2 separate regions of the Sus scrofa genome follow, and region 1 is linked to region 2. Evidence: chromatin contacts called from public Hi-C data. All regions are on one chromosome and are shown on one strand. The core of a region is the stretch at or near the end of the contact, and the rest is flanking DNA. Distances in the headings are between cores, read along the strand shown.

Region 1 (6,338 bases), core at 2,151-4,650, 67 kb before region 2:
CTTCTTCTTAGGGATCAAGATTAGCAGTCAATCAGTAGAAAGATCGAGAAAGACTTGTAAGACATCCTGTCCTCTGTGACGACCTGTGTTCTCTGCTGGCCCAGAAGATGGACATGGCCAACATGCTATGTATCAGACACTGCCATACTCAGTTCCCTTGCACCTGTCATTCTTAATACCATGTGCCAGTCCCAAAGATGTTATCTGATAGTCAACAGGGGACAGAAGAGGAAATCCAAAATCAGTGACAAGCCAAGCATCTTTCACAAGTTCAGTAAGATCAAGGACAAGGTCAACCAAGCACCATGACAACACCAGATGGAAAAGAAACCAGTCCCAGCTCCACTCTTTCTTTCTTTCCTTCTTTCTTTCCTTTCTTTCTTTCTTTCTTTCTTTCTTTCTTTCTTTCTTTCTTCCTTCCTTCCTTCCTTTCTTTCCTTCTTTTTTTTTTCTTTCTCTCTCTTTCGTTCTGTCTTTTTAGGGCTGCACACCCTCACCATATGGAAGTTCCCAGGTCAGGGGTCGAATCAGAGCCACAGCTGCTGGCCTACACCACAGCCACAGCAATGCCAGATCTGAGCCTCGTCTGCAACCTACACCACAGTACATGGCAATGCTGGATCCTTAACCCACTGAGCGAGGCCAGGGATCAAACCTGAGTCCTCAAGGATACTAGCTGGGTTCGTTACTGCTGAGCCACTAAGGGAACTCCTCAGCTCTACTCTTTTGCAGAAGAGTACGACCCTCTATCTACCAAAGCACTTTTGGGCAGAATTTTCAACTTTTCACTTTCCTGGGATTTCCAAGATAAAGAGGGTGTCTATGCCTCAAATGGTTGTAGATTTGTCTGAGACCTCAGATCAACCCTTAGCAGGAAGATACCCAGGGCTTCCACCAGCAATCAAGTTTTCTTCCAAAAGTCTTTAAGATTGGAGAATTATATAGGCTCAAGCCAAACCCACAGACTCTAGGAAAAGCCCCAAGTACTAGCAGCATCCAAATAGGCACCTCAAATTTTAGTGCATCGAATTCATTCCTAGCCTAGGTCAAATCTGCCAATCTGATCTACTATGACACACCATCTGTCTTCTCCCTGAGCCTCTGAAATATAGTGTGGGATCCTTGTGGTGGTATTTTTGGTTGAGCAATTGCTCAGTCTCATTGGTGAACCATGAGTCTGTCCCCTCCAGGACTCTGAAGATGGCTCAGTATCAAGCCAGGCGAAGTTTAGATCTTGGTGCCACTGAGTTACCTTACGCACGCGCAAAGAAAGCCTCCCATGCTTAGAAGTTTCTATTAAATGTTTTGTCCTTAAAAAGAACCCAAAGAGTTACGAAGAGCCCTCCCATCTTTCTTCTGTAAAGCATTAAATATACACAATTTTCTATCCCGGTTCTCAATGCAGATGTAGTGTATGCAGTTTTGACAGCTCTGGAGCAATAAAATCCTCTTGGCCAGTCTCAACCCGGAACCTTCCAGCTCCTCTTTCCCTAGGGCAGAAAGCGACAATCTCCTTTCTGGCTTTGTTGGTATCCGTTTTAGTCCCTTTTTTTCAGTGCAGTGCCATTTCCCTTGATCTTTTTCAAAACTTCCTCCAGGGGGCCAAGAGGAAAGTTCCATCCCCTTCCCTTGCAGCCCGAAGGGGGAAAGCCCCCAAAAAGCATAGCTGTCCCTTTAAGGGGCCCATGTGGTGGGAAGAGCAGCTACATTCCTACCCCAGTAGGGCCGCTGTCCCGACACGCCAAAGAGGCTACAAATAACCTTCTAGGAGAGAGCCCGGGAGGGGGAGAGCGTAGTGCGCAGAGGAACGCGGGTCGGCCAGGCGACTCGGAGAGGAAGAGTTAAGAACTCGGTCGGGTTAGAGTGGGCATGGAAAAAGTCATTTAAAACCCACGGGTTGGTTAAATAACAGACGCGAGAACTCTGTTTTGGTTTGGGGAGGTAAACCAATCTTTAAAACAAGTGCTCAGGCATCTCTACGCCCTGCCAGGCAAGTTCCGAGATCTGCTCTATTTCCACACGAGTTCCCTTTACGTTAAAGAAAGAATCAGTGCAAAGCTGTGGTCTACAGACCCCTCCATTCCGAACCCCACAGCTTCATAGGGGCTACGGGGAGAATGGGAAGATTCGGATCTTCCCCGGCTGAACAGAGGTGTGTGAACAGGGTTGGGGTTCAAAGATCAAACTTCTTTGATCTTTGGGCACAAACTAGAGGCAGCTGCTAAATCACGGGCTGCCCCCATGGTCCTAGGCGGCTGCAGAGAAACAAGATTCCGCTGGAGCCGTAATCACACACAACAGTTGCGTACGGGCACCAAACAAGTTATTAATAAGGAGCAGATGAAGCAGCAGTCCTGCTGCCATCCCTCCAGCTCCCCAGAGGGCCACTGCGCGGGCCAGGAGGCTTCCTTCTCAGGTTCGGCGATACCCGCCCCCCTATCCCGGCCAAAACGGATCTGAGCGAGCCTTCCAGCAGTTTCTTCCGTATGTCCCTCCTCTGCCCCCTTTCCAACCCTGTCTCCCGCCCCCCTCCCCCGCCCCACGAAGGATCCAGGGCAGGGAGCTGATTGGTCGCAGCCAGGAGAGGGAACCCAAAACACCACTAAGTGGAGATGCTGCGAGTAAGCAGTGCCCAAAGACCCTCGGCCAGAGCATGGTCTGGAGTCCGAGGAGCCGTTCCTCGAGCCGATGGACCCCCGGAGCTCATGTATTCCGATTCCACTGGAGCTTCTCTCCGAAATCCGCCCGAGACCCCCCCTGGAAGGAGGGCTTTTAACAGTTTATGGTTTAGCGACCATCCTTCCCGGCCTCCCTTTCTTCGCATGCATTCATTCGCACCAAGGACACAGGGACCCTGTCTAAACCTCAAAGGGAAGCACCTCAGGCTCTTCAAAGAGCAGCGAGGGAAGGCGAGCGAGCGCCTACGATCTTCCCCCAGCCTGGCCCAGCCCCGAGCCCAGGGAGCTCCTCTGCCGCTGCCCGGTCTCGGACTGGAGGCGCTGGGGGAGCTCCCGGTCCCCTCCCCGGCATGCAATCTCCGGGCTTCTCTTTGGAGTGAGGGCGAGGGGTCTCAGGCCCTAGCCTGAACCATCCCGCTCTCGGGACGGTGGGTCCTGCAGCGGCCGGACCCGGGGACAAACTTTCCCGGCCGGCCGGTCGGCGAGGGCGCGGCGGCGCCCCTTACCGTGTGCGCAGAGCAGGGCGCCAAGCAGCAGCGCGCCCCACGACCGCCTCATGGTGCCGCGTCCGCCGCCGCCGGCGCTCCCTGCCGGCCTGGGGTCCCGCCGGCTCCCGCGGGACGGCGCGGCGGAGGGAGTCGGAGGTGGGTACCCGAAGGGAAGCGTCTGGGTCCACCGCGGCGGGCGCGCCCCTAAGTCGCCCTCCGGCCGCTGCTGCCTCCTCCAGTGCTGCCGGAGCCGAAGCCGCCCCACCAGGGGACCGGGAGGGGGTGTCCCAGGCCCGGCCGCCCCGCCCCCCGCGCCGCAGCCCCCGCCACCGCCACCGCGCCTGGTCCCGCCCCCAGCGCCGGCCCGTCCCCTTCCCGCCCTCGGCCCCCGCCCCCCGGTCCCTGGACCCCACCCGCCCGCGCCTCCAGCGCTGGCCCTGCTCCTCTTCAGGCCGCCCCCACATTCCTAGCTCTCGAGAGATGCCCCCTTACTGTCCCCATTGCTACCACTCGAAAGTCCTTAGCTTAAAAAAAATACTATCCTAGCGGCAACTCTTGGATCCCGCTCTCTAGCTCTATGCCAGAGAGGGGCACCCGGGCTGACCCTAGTCGTCTGGACGTGACCCCGGCCCCCCTACCGGCCCCAAGTCCAGACTTTATTGATGTCTCAGAATACACAAGACTGGCTAATGCATAATCCTCTCGGTCTTTATGGACATCAAACAAGGGACATCAGGGGGCCTGGAGTGCTGTATCTTAGCTAGAGTTCTCACCGTCAAAATTCCTCTTCTGAGATTTTCTTCTTGCTCCCCCCCTCCCCCCATGCCGTCTAGGCAGCGTTGTTCTGGGGCTAAATCATTCCACGAGCTCTCCTTTTCATTTACTCATTTCCTGAGGTGGTTGTCTGGGTCCTGTCGCCCCAGCTCAGACGTCCAGAATTGGCCCAGACGTAGTTCCTCCTCGCTGTCTTTGTCAGTCAGAGTCGTTAGCCTCTTCACCTTCTTTGACTTTCTGATCCTGCCGAGGAAGGAAGGGGGTAAGGAAGAAAGTCCTTACTTGCAGTTGTACTCTTGTCAGAGACCTCAGCCTCCTTCTAGCTTCAGTCTGTACAGCCTTCTAGCAAGATTTAACTTTTGAGTTAAATAACCTAAAGTTATAAATTCCTCTCTTGTCAGCCTTGTGGTCTCTGCCTCTCCCCAGTGCATATTAATAATGTGCATTAATTTTGTTACCACCTTCCATTTTCCAGGTTGAGTCTTGTCTTGCTACTTTTGTCCAAGTCCGCAACTTCCTCAGGGTCCTGTGAACCACTTTTCCCTCCAAGCTAGTATGCCGACGGTTCCTGGCTTTGGGTCATCTGCCATTTTGTTAAACCACTTTCTTCTCACTAGTAAAGAGAGTCAGGAAGACCCAAATGCCCTGTGTTCACCGGGGGGGTAAGTAATTTGGTATAGTGCAAAGAGGATATTAGGAGGTTTCTCCAATGGATTGGTTGCCATTTCATCTTTACAATTTTTCAAAGGCTTTCACTTCAACTTACCATCTTTGACCAAAGCTAACATTAACTTTGCAACAGCAACCAAAAAAAAAAAAATGTGGTGTTAACTCCTTCTTAGCTGGTACTTCTCCATTATGTTCTGCCTGAAATTTTCAAGCAGATGAAATGTGGTTGAACTAACATCACCATGGTAACTAACAGGGAGGCATTTTCTGTGTGTGTAGTTCTTTCTGCTGACTGTAGGCGGCAGTGGAGTCAGGTCATGTTTATAGATCTTACTGCTAGGAAAGATGTCACCCTTCAAGGCCTATGTCATCGTAGCCTAAAATCCAAGGAGAAGATAATGAAAAAGTAAAGACTGATTCTCAGTCCCCTCTCCCAACAACGGTTTTGATGCAGGCTTCTTTGGTTTCAGGGTTTCAATAAATGTTGCTTACAAAGGGTCACTTTTCATCCTGTCGAGGAAGACTTTATGATTCTGGAGACCATGTATATTTTTTCCACATGAAGACTAAGGACATGTGGTATAATGAATACATTTTTCTCCCCAAATCCAAGACAAGCAGCCACCATACTTTCAATGTCAGGGGATTAAGAATCTATAAACAATTTCCACTCTGTATTCACAGGACAGGTTCCTTTCCAGAAGGCATGATTTGTGTTGTTTTTCTGGGATTGAGGAGGAACAGGGAGGCTGGCTGTCCCTGTCTGACTCAGGCCCAAGAGACTGCATTTTCTGTGTGCATCCCTCCTCCTCCACAGTTCAGCACAGTTCTGGTGCACAGAGCCATCCCTAGCTGCTGTGAGTCACTGGGAATATCAATGGGTAGAAGGGAACTTCGTGCATAGTCCCTGGCTGGGTCACCCCCTAGGGTGAGTTAAGTCTTGGCTGTCAGAAACTGCTCTTGTGCCAGGAGTGCTAAGCCATATTTATTTTTACCAGGCCTCTCAGACTTTCTTGTTTGGAGTGAAAGATCCTGAAAAGCATGCCAGAATGGGCTGTTTGTCTCCCTTTTATTGTCCTTTGGGACATTCCCCTAGAAAAGTTGTAGGGGGTTGCCAATTCCAGAGGGGTCTCAGAGACATTGGTTTCCGCAGAAACACCACCCGTTTCCCTCATCCTTCTAGGACAGACCAGGGCACTGAATTTCCAAGATCAGAATATTGTCCTGAATTAGACCATCACTAATGGCCTTTTTGAAGGGAATACAGGGAGTGCTACAGAAACAAGATAGAAATGGGCACGATTTTGATCCAGTTGGGTTGGTAGAGTCCTCTTGCAACCCAGGCATCATCAACCTGAATTTCTAAACATAACTCTTCTGAAAGAGAAAATGGCTTTCCATTTCACACTTAAAAACAGTGGTTCTCGATCAAGAGTGATTTTGCAGACATGGGACAATACCTGGAGACATTTTGGGGAGTGGGTATGACTGGCAAATAATGACTAGAGGCTAAGGATGCTGCTAAATATCCTACAATAAACAGGACATCCCTCCTCACAACAAAGAATTATCCAGCCCCAGATAGTAATAGTGCTGAGATTGAGGGACCCTGATTTAAACGATTAAGAACATGAGTCTGCAAAGAATTGCTCCATCTTCTCTGTAGAACCACTGTCTTGTAAAAATGGAGGGAAGGAGTTATTAAAGTTATAGAAGGGAAAACTAAAGA
Region 2 (6,181 bases), core at 47-2,546:
GTTCATCAACAATAGAACAATTTAAATTCATCAGTGCTTTTAATTTCTCCCCTAATTTTCTCAGAACTCTAGAAGATCTCTTGTGCTGGCGGCATAGGCCTGGCACGAGAGCAGGAAAGAATGACACAGCCTGGCACCTTTAACCAGAAGGTCTTTAATGAACTGGGATGGGGGTGGAGGGGAGGAAGGGGAAGGAAGATGGACAGATAGATTCTTGGCAGCCACACAAAGGTTCTTCTTCCCTGAGAAAAGTGAAATGAAAGTCAAATGAAACTTCTGTTATTTTGATTTGCTAAGATGTCTGTCTGTCCTTAGCTTTCAGCCCCATGGCAGGTGCATCTTTGCGGCCAGTGCCCCACAAAACAGATTGTTTCTCAGGATCCCTCCAGAGGGGTTATAGCCAACCAATTCCCTGTCTGAGACCATAGTTGAGATTTCTTTCTTCAACTATTGGATGCAGTTCTGACCAACACAGTGGAAACTGCTTTATGAGAACATGTCTTGAGTATGTACATTTAGGATACTCAGGATTACTCAGTTCTGGGGCTACAACAGTAGGTAATGCCATTTTCAGAGTGGCCATAGAAGCAGCCTTGAGTTTATCCCTTTGTCACTAAATAACATCAACAGCAAAGGTCTTTCTTAAGGCCCTTGTGTTGTATCTTCGAAGTAAAAACCATTGGTAGGGTTGATAGTGCCGATCTCATAGGGTTATTAGGCAAATCTAGTGAAGTAATAGGCGTAAAAGCCTGGCTATATATAATTCATTTTCATTAAGTCTCATTCTCTTTCAGCTCCAATTTTCTGTGATTTTTGCTTCCCTCCTACTTTATGGCTTTTTTTGGAAAGTGATAGTCTTCCTCTTCTTTCTCTTTAAATGATGTCAGAGCTGAAGATCTTGAGGACTTTTCAGTCTCTCTTATTTTCTTCTATTTGCTTACACTGCAGTTTTTGGAGATTAAAGACATTTGATGATTTTCTGCATGACTATTACCCATTTTGTGTTAGCCACTTCACTCATGGCTTAGTTTGTTCAGAGAATAGCCTGAGAAAGCTTTTCTTTTCTTTTCTTTTCTTTTTTTTTCATGTATAAGCTATTTTCTCACTTCCTGTCTATACCCTCTTTCCTCTGGCTGCCAAGATTTTGAAAATTCAAGGTATGATGGCAGGCCTGAGCCAGTTAGGCCTATCCAGCTTGTGTTGTTCCTGCTCTTAGCTCTAGCCGTACAGTGATGTGCTCAAGGTAATGAAAAGCAGACATTCTCTGCTGAGGTCATTGCTCGTCACACTGGCAGCTTGCTCCAGGAAGCTGTTTATCTGTGCTTGCTGAGCCAAGCTCCAGCCTCCAAACAGTTGGAATGTATTGAGAAACCACAGAGCCCAAAGAGAGAATGTTACACAGGCAGTTCCAGGCAGGGAGTGTATATTTACACCACACAAGCTGCAGTTTACATGTGTGGGGATAATTGTTCATCTGCTCATTCTCAGACTTCACCTTCCAGGCAATATATATGCCCTCTCAAGGGGGCTTAACGGAGAAAGCTGCACTGCTCCGTCCAAACTGCCCTAAACATCCACTAACTTGCCATAAGGAATAACAAGTATTATAGAAAATTTGATGTAAAAATTACCTTTTTAAAGTAGTGGGTTTTATTTTTTTTTGTTTGTTTTTTGTTTTTTTTGCCATTTCTAGGGCCGCTCCCACGGCATATGGAGGTTCCCAGGCTAGGGGTTGAATTGGAGCTGTAGCCACCGGCCAATGCCAGAGCTGCAGCAACACCGGATCCGAGCTGCGTCTGCAACCTACACCACAGCTCACGGCAACGCTGGATCCTTAACCCACTGAGCAAGGCCAGGGATCGAACCTGCAACCTCATGGTTCCCAGTCGGATTCATTAACCACTGAGCCACAACGGGAACCCCTTAAGGTAGTGTTTTTCTGAGTCATTTTTTATTGTTTAGAATCTTAAACCATACAGACCCGACGATCTCGAAAGCATCCCAAAACACTGTTCCTTGCATGGCTTTTCCAACTAAATATTTCTCTTCATGTCTTTATCAAAAGCAATTATTATTATAGAGCTTCAAATGCAGCCTCTATCAATAGGAATATAGATATGGTCATGCACCTATAAGGGGATGTAATTTGCTTGAGGAGATAAGGCTTGTTGATAAATCCATTAAATGGCATTAAATTGTGCTCTGAGATCTGAGAGTAAGGTGAAGCAATGGTACTGGAGTAGTTACATCATAGAGGAGTTTGTCTTGACCTATATGGTGGTTAATTTTATGTGTCAACTCATCAGGCTAAGGGGTACCATGTTAGCTGGTAAAATGTTATTTCTAGATGTGTCCCTGAAGGTGTTTTCAGAAGGGATTAGCATTTGAGTCAGTAAACTGAATAAAGAAGATTACTCTCACCAGTGGATATGGGCATCATCTAATCCATTGAGGGCCTGATGAGAACAAAAAGGCTAAGAAAGGTAAATTTGCTCTCTTTGCTTGAGTTGGTGTGTCCATTTTCTCCTGCCCTCAGACATCAGCACTTCTGGTTCTCAGGTCTCCAAACCTGAACTAGAACTTACACCACTAGCCCCTGATTCCTGGGACTTTGGACTCGGACTAGGATTTAAACCACTGGCTTCCCTGGCTCTTAGGCCTTCAGGCTTGGTTGAATTACACCACTGACTTTCCTGGTTCTCCAGATTGCAGATGGCAAATCATGGGACTTCTTGGCCTCCACTATCACAATTCCATAATCACATAGACTAAATCTCCATATATATATATTAGAGAAGCAAAAAGAAAAAATATTTTTATGTGGCACAAAAGCACTGTGGCCTAGTGGTTAAGAACACAGACTTTTGGAAGTTCCCTAGTGGTCTAGAAGTTAAGGATCTGGTGTTGTCACTCTGTGGCTCTGGTCATTGCTGTGGTGTGGGTTCAGTCCCTGGACCAGAAACTTTTGCATGCCACAAATGCAGCCAATAAAAAAAAGAGAACACAGACTTTGGAATCAGATCTATGATCGAGAGCCTGCCACTTAACTAGTATGTGATCTTGGGCAGGTTGCTTAGCCTCATCTATAACATCAGACTCATATAAAAATGTAAAATTCCATGTTGCTTGACTGATAGAAGGATTAAATGTGATAATGAATGTAAAGTTCCTAAGATATACTCAGAGTTGAATAAATGATAGCTACTGCTACTATTGTTCATTCATTCAACTAATATTTACTGAATGCCTTTTTGTTAGTGTTCTAGACACTAGAGGATACAGAAATGACCAAAGCAAAACAGACAAGAAATTTCATCCTTCATAGAGCTTCCATTCTGAAATTAGCTTTCATTTTGAAACATTATTTCACTTCTTTTTCCTTTTTTTAATTTTCTTTTTTTGGGGAGGGGGGTGCATCCACAGCATGTGGAAGTTCCCAGGCTAGGGATTAAATCGGAGTTCCAGCTGCTGGCCTGCCCCATAGCCACAGCAACACTAGATCGGAGCCACTTCTGCAACCTATACCGCAGCTCATGGCAACGCTGGATCCTTTAACCCTCTCAGAGAGGCCAGGGATTGAACCCATGTCCTCATGGATGCTAGTTGGGTTTGTAACCACTGACCCACAGTGGGAACTCCCCACTTCTTTTTCCATTTTAATTATTTTAGACGTGCAAAAACATTGCAAAAAATAATAGAGTTACTATATCTTTTTTACCCAGCTTACATCAATGCTAACATCTTCTCTAACTGTGGTATAATTATGAAAATCAGGGGCTTATTAGTTGAAAACTATTATCTATAGACCTCATTTGAATTTTTACCTTCATTTTTGAAGGGCGATTTTTTTCCTTGTATAAATTCTAGGTTGGCAGTTATTTTCCTTTAGCACTTAGCATGCACCATTCCACCATTCCATTATCTTCTGGTTTGGACTATTTCTGTTGAGAAGTCAGCCATTAGTCTTACTCCTATACCTTTGAAAATAACCTGACCTCTTATAATAATCTCTGGCTACTTTTTGGATATTTGGTCTTTGGTTTTGGGTAGTTTTTCTATGATGTATCTAGGTTTGCTTTTCTTTACAAACTATTTGGGGTTCTTGGTGTTTCTCAAACTTGTAACTTGATGTCTTTATCCGTTTTGGAGAGTTCTCCATTTTTAGCTTTTCAAATTTCCTTCCATTCCACTATCTTCACTCCTTCTGAGATTCTAATTACACAAACATTAGACCTTTTCATGGTATTCTTTTTTTTTTTTTTTTGTCTTTTTATGGCCGCACCCATGGCATATGGAGGTTCCCAGGCCAGCGGGTCGAATCAGAGCTGTAGCTATGGGCCTACACCACGGCCACAGTGATGCAGGATCCTTATTAACCCACTGAGCAAGGCCAGGGATCAAACCTGCATCCTGATGGATGCTAGTCAGATTCGTACTGAGCCATGACGGGAACTCCCTTTTCATGGTATTCTTGCTTATGTACTTTTCAGCATTTTCAACATTTTGTCTTTTGATTCATTCTGAATGTTTTTCTGACTTATTTTGCAGTTCATTAATTCTCTTTTCATTTATGTCTAATTTGCAGTTAAACTCATCTATTGCTTTTTTTTTTTTTTTTTTTTTGCTTTTTAGAGCAGCACCCACAGCATATAGAAGTTCCCAGGCTAGGGGTCGAATCGGAGCTACAGCTGCTGGCCACAGCCACAGCCACAGTAATGCAATATTTGAGCCACATTTGTAACCTACCCCACAACTCACAGTAACATCAGATCCTCAACCCACTGAGCAAGGCCAGGGATCGAACTTGCAACCTCATGGTTCCTAGTCAGATTTGTTTCTATTGTGCCATGATGGGAACTCCATTCTTAATTCCAATTATTATTGCTATTATTATTTCGTATCTTACCTTAGCGCCCCCCCCCTTTTGGCTGAGTCCACAGCACACAGAAGTTCCTGGACCAGGGATCAGATTAAACCTGTGCCACAGCAGTGATAATGCTGGATTCCTAACTACTAGGCCACCAGGGAACTCCTTACCTTGGTACTTTTAATTAGTCTGTTTTAAAAGACAAAAGATGGAAAAAAGAAATTGCAAGTTGGGGAAACTGTGAATGGTTGAAACTTAGTTTGAAAAAACTTTAAGGAGTTCCCGTCGTGGCGCAGTGGTTAACGAATCCAACTAGGAACCATGAGGTTGCGGGTTCAGTCCCTGCCCTTGCTCAGTGGGTTAACGATCCGGTGTTGCCGTGAGCTGTGGTGTAGGTTGCAGACGCGGCTCGGATCCCGCGTTGCTGTGGCTCTGGCGTAGGCCAGTGGCTACAGCTCTGATTTGACCCCTAGCCTGGGAACCTCCATATGCCGCAGGAGCGGCCCAAGAAATAGCAACAACAACAACAACAAAAAGACAAAAGACAAAAAAAAAAAAAGAAAAAACTTTAAGATTTGTTTACTAGTATTTCTCATACTTTTTTTAGTCTTGCCACCCTTGCATCTTCATTTTTTCTTATTTTTATTTCCAGCAGCAAAGAGGATTTTAATTTTTTTATTATGAATTTTGAAATGTTTATTTTAGAAACACATAAAACTAAAATGAGTACTTTATTCTAGCAGCCTACAGAGAAGGAAACAGGAAGCTATATGTTTATAAGTGCACATTTGCATGAGTATTCTTGCCATGATTCTAAGACCCAGAACACCTAGAACAGAGGACATTACATTTTGATTTGAAAAAATATTTAAAAGTTCTTTGGAATTCCCGTCGTGGCGCAGTGGTTAACGAATCCGACTAGGAACCATGAGGTTGCGGGTTCGGTCCCTGCCCTTGCTCAGTGGGTTAACGATCCGGGTTGCCGTGAGCTGTGGTGTAGGTTGCAGACGCGGCTCGGATCCAGAGTTGCTGTGGCTCTGGTGTAGCAGTGGCTACAGCTCCGATTTGACCCCTAGCCTGGGAACCTCCATATGCCGCGAGAGCAGCCCAAAGAAATAGCAAAAAAAAAAAAAAAAAGTTCTTACATGTACAATGTAAATAAATAATATCACTTTTAAAACAAACAAACAAAAAGATCAGTGAAAGTAGTGTGTACCAAACAAAACTATCTTTTACTTTTGAGTCAAACTCTATGCACTGGAAAAAGAAGCCTATACTAGTTTTGGATGTTAAGTGCTTTTAAATTAGCAAGGC

What was found. A called contact is a pair of places that touch in the nucleus more often than the background predicts.
Region 1: a contact with region 2 is called in a Hi-C map of embryonic fibroblasts, with 2.9 times the contacts expected there. The contact joins the promoter of LRP4 here to the enhancer-like site in region 2. A contact is called at or near these places in 3 of 47 Hi-C or Micro-C datasets (embryonic fibroblasts, liver and mesenchymal stem cells) and 1 of 2 datasets of contacts at active chromatin or transcription factors (skeletal muscle).

Annotation. Positions count from the first base shown.
Region 1 is chr2:15,613,199-15,619,536 of Sscrofa11.1, reverse strand. LRP4 (low-density lipoprotein receptor-related protein 4) reads right to left here and starts at 3,400. Exons shown (of 38, transcript XM_021085230.1): 1 at 3,185-3,400. The coding sequence starts at 3,236.
Region 2 is chr2:15,543,981-15,550,161 of Sscrofa11.1, reverse strand. All of the region lies in intron 2 of C2H11orf49 (chromosome 2 open reading frame, human C11orf49), which reads left to right. Among named protein-coding and RNA genes, the nearest start is that of C2H11orf49, 60 kb to the left of the region's middle. Within about 2 kb of position 1,296, at least 30 of the 83 cell types and tissues checked have an H3K27ac peak or open chromatin away from gene starts, as enhancers often do. A contact at or near this core is called in embryonic fibroblasts and liver, where this site is marked.